2 separate regions of the Drosophila melanogaster genome follow, and region 2 is linked to region 1. Evidence: chromatin contacts called from public targeted proximity ligation data. All regions are on one chromosome and are shown on one strand. The core of a region is the stretch at or near the end of the contact, and the rest is flanking DNA. Distances in the headings are between cores, read along the strand shown.

Evidence for each region.
Region 2: a contact with region 1 is called in a targeted proximity ligation map of the Kc167 cell line, with 3 times the contacts expected there. A contact is called at or near these places in 1 of 107 Hi-C or Micro-C datasets (the Kc167 cell line) and 1 of 7 datasets of targeted methods (the Kc167 cell line).

The regions. Positions count from the first base shown.
Region 1 is chr3L:12,080,076-12,084,129 of dm6, forward strand. Sema5c (Semaphorin 5c) reads right to left here and starts at 1,755. Exons shown (of 12, transcript NM_137449.3): 1 at 1,272-1,755; 2 at 720-883. The coding sequence starts at 1,276.
Region 2 is chr3L:12,389,300-12,393,353 of dm6, forward strand. It overlaps Ncc69 (sodium chloride cotransporter 69), which reads right to left and starts at 2,145. Exons shown (of 17, transcript NM_206344.2): 1 at 1,198-2,145.

The DNA.
Region 1 (4,054 bases), core at 505-3,004:
GATTGCACAAAATCGTAAAAACAAATACTAAGCAATTTAATTGAAGTTTTATTAGCAATTATATTAGCAATTATTATATAAGCAATTATTATCTCAGCAATTATATTGCAAATTTATTAAAACATTTTGGCATCTTGGCACAATTAAGCTCAATTTTATTTAACCCATATTTTTCAAGGTTTTTAAAAGATTCACTGATTCATTGGTAAAACATATACTTTTCAATATTTAAGTGCGAAATAAAATAAAAAAGCGCTAAACAAAAATTAAAATCATTGTCAACACAACGTTGGGCTGAGTTCGCATTTTAAGACGGACTTCGAGATACATTTCAGTGCAAAAATCACAAAAAAAGAACAAATATTTTAACAAAATGCGAAACTTTTTCTGATTAAAAGCAGCAGATACACGAATGTATTGGGGTGTCATAAAAGCGGTTTGTTGGGGAACTCGGTTAAATCGAGATCATTGTTGACATTCCGTGCAAATACAAACAGTTGGGCAGATGGGTGTATTCGTTGTATTCGAAATGGCACCTGTTCGATCGAACCGAACATTTGTGCAATCGATTGCAGCAGACTCTCGGAATCACTTAGAACTTTGACAGACATCAACCCAATTTACAGTTCCACCGCTTCAAGTGGCCAACTTGATTGATTGCCGTGCAATTGACACAGTTTCGAGTAATTTTTGATAATCCGCCCACCTCGAGAACTCACCTTGATATGAGATGTATCGCGAATCGTTTTCCAGCAAATCCACACTTGATTTTGTCGTATAACCACTGCCCGTCGAAGGCTGTGGGCCTTCTAGGGTTAAGAGCGATAGAATCAGAAGAAGCCACAGTTGGCTAAACATTTTGGGAAGTTTCAGTATTAACATGCTGCAAAAAGAAAAGAAATGAAGTTGTAATGTGTGTTGTGGATATAATATAGTTTTTCATACATTTTTAACTAATTATCGACGTTCAACAAACGCTAACTCAATTTCTTCTTAAATGTTATTTATCCTCTTTTCAACTCAGAAATAACAGTTCTTAAATTTTTTAAATTAAAATTGTCTTCAATAATTCCTTAAACACTAGCTTTTAAATAAGTTTAAATTATATTTCATTTTGAATTATGTTTCACTATTTAACAGAAACCCCTTAATCTGTCCTGAAGATTAGTAATAAGTTTTTGTTGCAGCACTTTACACTTCCTCAAAAAATATTACAAAAATTGTAAACAGCAAAAAACGTCGATTATACAGATGAGATAGTCGAAACTTACTTCATTTAGTGTCACGTTTCGTGCAAAATAAAAGACTAAAATTTATTCCATTCAACTTTTGCGGCGAACAGATTGTAAAAGACTGTTGGTAAATTGTATAATATAGGCATGTGCCTGATAAGCAGGGGAATCGAGCAAGGCGCGTGTTTCTGATTCTTCAGATGATCTGACCGTAACTACGATCACCGTGGTTCACTTTGCACACAACACTCACAATTTTTCAATTTTCCATACGATTTTCGTATTATTTGAAAGAAATTTTCAGAAGAAAGGCGGATTGGCTCCCCCTCAAGTGGAGTTGGGTTAAAAACATTGACAAAAGACACAGATAGACACCAACAACACGGTCGACGAATATAGCGAGACGGGTTTTTACTTCTGCCTCGATTTCCTACTCTTATGATTATTCAGATACGAGTTATACGGACGCGCATGCCCGACCGATCGGCGAAGTTGACCGCGCAAAGAGTCGCAAGAAACTGAACCCACCATGGATTCGGATTCGGATCCATAGTCAGTCGATAGAGAGAGAAGAGAGTGAGACAGAGAAGCGAATGGAACGAAAACAAAAACGTGAAAACGAAGCACGAACGCAAAACAAAAAAAAAACGCCGAGGCAAACAAGAGAGAACAGGCTAAAACGCCGACGAAGATAACCGGCTCAATTTCGGCTTGAAGAATGCACTCGGAAAAAATGTGCAATACAACAAGGAAAAAAATATTTAAAATTCGCTTTCCTTTGATTCAAAATTTAAAAACGAAAATATATTTTACATAATTTATTCAAGAAATATTTTTCAGAATTATGTGTATTCGTTTTTAATGATTTTCTGCTAGTATCTTAAATGTTAAAGACTTTTCAAGCCTTAATTCATAAAATTTATAAGTACACAGAAGTGTAGCATAGTTTTGAGGTCCTTACCTATGAAATAATCCAATGAATTAAAAACTATATATAATATAATTCAACTGTAAAAATAAAAATAAAAAATAATAATAAAATAATTAAAAGACCTTATTTTCATCTTTGTAATTTATTATTTTAACTGAACTGTTTGTTAAATCGAATAATTTAAGGGCAAGTCTCTTAGATAGTAATAGCAATCCAAATTTATTTTTCAAGTCATCCCACAAAAGTAAGTACGAATTTCTCTCAGTGTCTGCTTGGGAGTTAAGAGGCGCGGCTACGGCAGCCGAAGCAGCAACTGGGCAGGGCGCTCATATATCATGCGACAACGACAACGAGAACGACTCTTCAGAATCAGAATCTGAATCTCCGGGATCGGGATCGGGATGTGCAGCTCCGCGAAGAGGTATAGAGAAGCCACTTGGAGGGTGGGACGGGCACTTGCTGTGCTTCGATTTGGTAGCCTGACAAATTGACATTAGTATTGCCGACGTCGCGGTTCGAGGACACGTGATATATTCCTCCAGACGAGGGATCAACAGATCCTATCTTTTCCGCCTTGCGACGTTTTTGCCCATCAGCAAAGATACTCGATTAGCAAATCATAGAAATGGCGCCAAAACAAATGATTTAATAGATTTTCTCATTCTATACAGATAGATAGTATAGTATATTTTTGATACAAAAGGAATGATTTATCACTTATTTAATTATTTCTTTATCATAATGAAGTATAAACGGTGTTTTAATGCTTTGTACAACAGTTTACAGTACCTGAATCACTCATCTCAAGTCCAACACCATAAAGTTCTTATTTAAGGAACAACAACAGATATGACGCATTTTCACGGGATTAGTTTTGCTCATTCACCTGGTGGGGCTTTGTTCTATTTTTTTAGTGTTCCTTCCAAGGTTTTCCTTTTACTGCAGACATCCCAGGCTGTACTATTCAGATCTTTGTCAGCCTTGACTCCCAGAGTAAGTGTGAAAACACAGCTGGTCGCTGAGAACAAATACGAAACCATCAAATGGACCGTCCCGAAGGTGCAGTAACCTCAACTTGAATGCAACTGCAACACGATCCTCGGATTTTGTTTATGCCACAGCACGAACCCAAGGGATACACAAACATGAGGACCGATGCCATCCGTCCAATCCGTTTCAATTCGATCCGGGAGTTAAAGTTGAGTGTGGGCAGACAACGATCGACATTAGCATAGGCCCAAAACATTGCCAGCCCATGACAATTTACGGCTACCTAAACCATTGTCGACGCGGCCTGCGTTTCTTGTCTTGGCCGAAAAGACACAGTGGCCAAATATGCTAATTTTGTTGGTAGTGATACCGATAGACGAAACCACTTCCCCGAGAACCCCGATAATTTACGGCTTAACTTTCCGACCGACAATTGTAATGTTAATGTGGCATCGGCTGGTTCCGTCAGGTAGGTCTAGTAGTTATATCTTCTTTTGTTAATATGGAAAGATCTTGGCTATCTTTGCTGGCCTGGCTACCGTAAATCACTTGGGTCCAAATTTTGGAGAAAGGGAAGCGTCCTTATCGAGGGCATATCCTTAGAGCGGTCGACTTCCTCTTCCGGCAGAGGGTTTAATGGTTTTCACCTGTCAATATTGTTATTAACCCACAAAGGGTTTCATTTAGCTGCATTTTGTGCACAGATAGGGAGGGTTTTCGTTTTGGGGGAGATTGACAGTCAGTTGATTCAGTTGGGTCGTTTGTCAATATTTGCATTTGTCATTTGTTTGAACCAAAAGTGAATTATTACGGCTTTGACAGAAGATAAGGGGTGAGCTGATATCTAATATCACTGAGAAAATGGCTAAGTTACTGGAATAAAATGAGATACATTTATTAA
Region 2 (4,054 bases), core at 895-3,394, 310 kb after region 1:
GTCCACGAAAAAATTGAATTTCATGGTCTTTTCATTTTGATTAACTATTAAATATTCAAAAATTTAAATTTCCAGGTATCAAACTTCGAAGTATTTACCTTACCTAAGGCTTTAAAATAAATTTAATTTATGAGTTTTTTAAATAACCTATATTTCATTGTTATTTAAATTAAAAAGAATTTAATTTCTTTGAGGGATTTTTTTTTTGCTTGATTACTATTGGGCGTTTATAATCGTAAACCATTGGAGTGGTGCTCACTCTCACTCCAACATGCAGTTTTTAGAGCAATTATAATTGAATTTCTTTTTTGAATTAAAATGTATATGAAAAGCCACTTGAAAGGTAATGAAATTATGAACATTTTTTACAAGCACTTTAAGTTTAATGGTGTGGAATTTTATATGGCGCTTCACAAACACAAAGTGGTGAAACTCAAATAAATATTTAACTACTTTAAATATGAATTTATAAATGAATTGGACATTATTAATATATCAGTAGCGACATGGAAATAATATGGAAAATGATTTACAAGAATCATTTTTTAGCAATTTTAAGAGGAAAAGTATTATTAGAAATTTATAAATCAAAGAAATAAGATTCCTCTTGTGTAGTTTTTAGATATAAACTGACTCTTAGTTCTTAAATAGCATATGCTAGTGTCAAAACCATAAGAGCAACTATATATATGCAACCAGATATGCGAGTGCACAGCAGCAAATGACAACTGACCGCAATCCTGAACACTGAATGATTCTAGTGGAGCGTCTTCCACATTGTCGTCATAGAATTTCAAGAAGACAGATAAATGCACCGGTGAATTTATTACCCCATTTAGTGGCAAAGATAATTGGAGATGAACTGGAGAGCACTTGCCAAAGATAGACGAGACCGGACCCGGAAAAACTGGTAAACTGGCTTTCAAGTTCAAGTGCATGGCAATCGCTCGCAAAAAGGCTGAAAACATGGATACTTGGAAAGCATATCTGAGATATTTTTAAGTCGAGAGTTTAAAAAGTAGCCTATTGAAATGAAATTCACCGCCGCTGGTCAAAAGATATCCAGCTTCGCTCACTCGTGCATAAGTACATATTTATGTAAATTTGTATATACAAAGCCAACACAGCTGGCCAAAAAAGCCGCAGTCAAATTCTAGGGAAATGTATGAAATACAATTTGCCGCTTTGCGAACTCACCGAAACGCACTAAATTAATATCCAACTGGCTGGCAGGTAATTTATAAGTTTTTTCTTTGAACTACGAATTTGCAGCAATAAATGCACTTCTCACTGCAACACGCACACGATGTAGTTTACTTTGGTAAATACCACATATATTTACCCGCAAGAGTGCGATACGAAAACGAAGTGTGGGAATGCGAAAACTAAGCTCACTTATGTGTATGACAAATAATTATTTTATTATCTACGCTGCCTTGAGCTTGCAATCCATGAGCACGAACTGGGGAGTACTTGAGATACGGCTGATATCCAAATGCTAGCCACAAGCCACCCACTTCAAATTCCCCAAAAGCACTTTTGCACCGAAACAACAACAAATTTGGTTTGTTCAGAAGGGCACTTGATTGGCTTTTACACACACACTTCTTCGGATGGGCGAAGGCTTATTGCATACACAATATGAAATTTAGACGATGTTTCGCTTTCTTGCACTGCAAAACGCTCATTCGAGCCAGTTAATTGTGTTCCAGTAGGATGAGCAGCAGTCTACGATGGGTTCACTCTGCGGGCCAGCAGATGCGGTACAAAGCTCTGCTTTGTATCTGACAGATACTTGGATACTTTTGTATCTTTTGGAAATATTGGAATATGTTTCAGCTTTGCAGATACTCAAACGTTCAGATTCTATTGCATATTGCAGATACTTTTACACGCTTTAATCTTTCAGGTACTTGTGGTATCTTGCAGATACTTGAACACTTCAACACTGGCCTCTAAAAGGGGCGCGTTTTCGAAAATAAACATCCAGCACCGAAAATAAACGATCGTTGCCTGTTCTTACTTCGAGTTCAAAACGTGGCAGCTGATCCGACAAACGATTCCGATTCCTATTCCGATTCCGATGAGGAGCTATGGCAATAGCTATCCAAACGCACGTTCAGAGAGTCGACGACTGACTGAGGCAAACTCGGGTGGCGATCGCCACAAAATATCAGAAGCGATTGCGGCGAATTCGCTTCGTCGTTCGCTCGAATGCGGCGAACAAACAAATGTGCCTCGAGAGGCACCAAACCAACCGACAGCATAACGAGCTATATAGTATATAGGGTATATATACACATACAAATATATATTTAGGGAGATCGAACGAACCCAAGTTGCCCAAATGTGCGGCATAAAAATTCCATTTCACACACGCACGCAACTGAAGTTGTGTTGAGTGAGTTTGGCTTCCATGGCCATGGCTTGGTTTCTGTGTGAATCAGATAGCTGGCTTGGGGTTACCTTGGTGGTGGCTTTTGCACCCTTACGAATGTTAGAAACATCCGTATCCGAAACTGCATGCCATCTGAATGAGTTGAAAGATGACTCAGGCCAGCAAGTTGTTCGATACGCTGCAACCGGTGAAAATTCAAGTTAATCACCGTTAGAAAAAAAATTTAGTACACTTTTAGGAGGGTTGCACACAAAATCTTATACTTTCCGTTAAGGTGCTTATATATTTATTTTTTAATTTCCACTTTTCATAATTTTAAAGGTTTTTTATACTTCTAAATAACCAAGAAACATTAAAGTGCCATGAATCACTTTCGAATCTCAACATGGAGAAGAGAAAAGTGCCTATTGAACGAAAAACTCAAAAAGTAATTTTTCAAACATGACAGTTGTTTTTCCGCGACGACTTATTTCAAATATTTACCAGCTGCTGGCAAACACAAGTGACAGATATGACTTTTTCCACAGCTTCGCTTAGCTGGCGATGAAGGGGCGCAAATATTTTGCCAAGGAACCCGCTGACAATTGGGGGTTTCCCAAGAGGCAGGCAGCAATCAGAACCGGTTTCTTGGTCAAGTGCATGCAATGCAAATATTTGGACGCAATGAACACCAACTGTGCCCCATAGGTTTTCATTAGCCGGCGAGAGCCCAGTCATATCGAGTGCCTCCAATAATTGGGAGCTCGCTATCTACCGTTTCGAATGTTTTTATCAGAGATAAGGGGCGACTCCGGATACCGACGAACGTAAACAAATATCTGGGAATTCGGCCGACAAAACCGCCAAGTGGGCAAATGTAACTCTGCGGGCCCTTGGCTCCGTATCACAAAAACCATTGGCCCATTTTATTGATTTTGTGGTGCAAGGCAAGCGCCATTTGAAAAAGTTATTTTCAAAAATATCTACATATAAACATAAAAGTGCTCTAGAATCCTCTCGAAAGTTTAAAAAGTTGTGTCATACAGCAACGCACACAATTTTGGTTTAAAAACCATTATAAGCAAAATAGCAATTCTTTACCAATAAAGAAGTAATTAATTTTCAAGGAGTCGGCGATAGCAATGCAATTAGCTTGGAAATCGTGTATCTATGCACCCCTTTCCATATCATTTTCAAGTGGCAATCAAGTTTGAACTGGCTATTAATAGACGATTCGATCGAAATTTAATTTCAGTTGACTTAACAGATTAGCGTTGCTTAAATTTATGAGGTCTGTGCAAACATTTACGGAGCGCGCTAACACCCAGCAGTTATAAAATAATTAGCAGCCATTTAAAGCCAATTATCACATAAACACTCATAGACCATCGCCTCGCGGTGCTGAATTCTTCGATTTTGATGGGGGTAAATCATGCGAAAGTTGAATTATGTGGCCCAATGTTGCGCATACGCCATGTGTCAAACGAAAGCCCCGTGACAAGTCATTCGCCAAGTCATATACATACATATGTACTTAGGAAAATGGAGAAAAACCAACATGCACGAGTACTTAGATCAAATGATTTAATTAGCACTGGCCCCTCCAATTGTGTTCATTTTAATTACATACATTTTATCAGCCGTCAAAGCTTACGACTGCGAAGCCGCAAGGAGGAG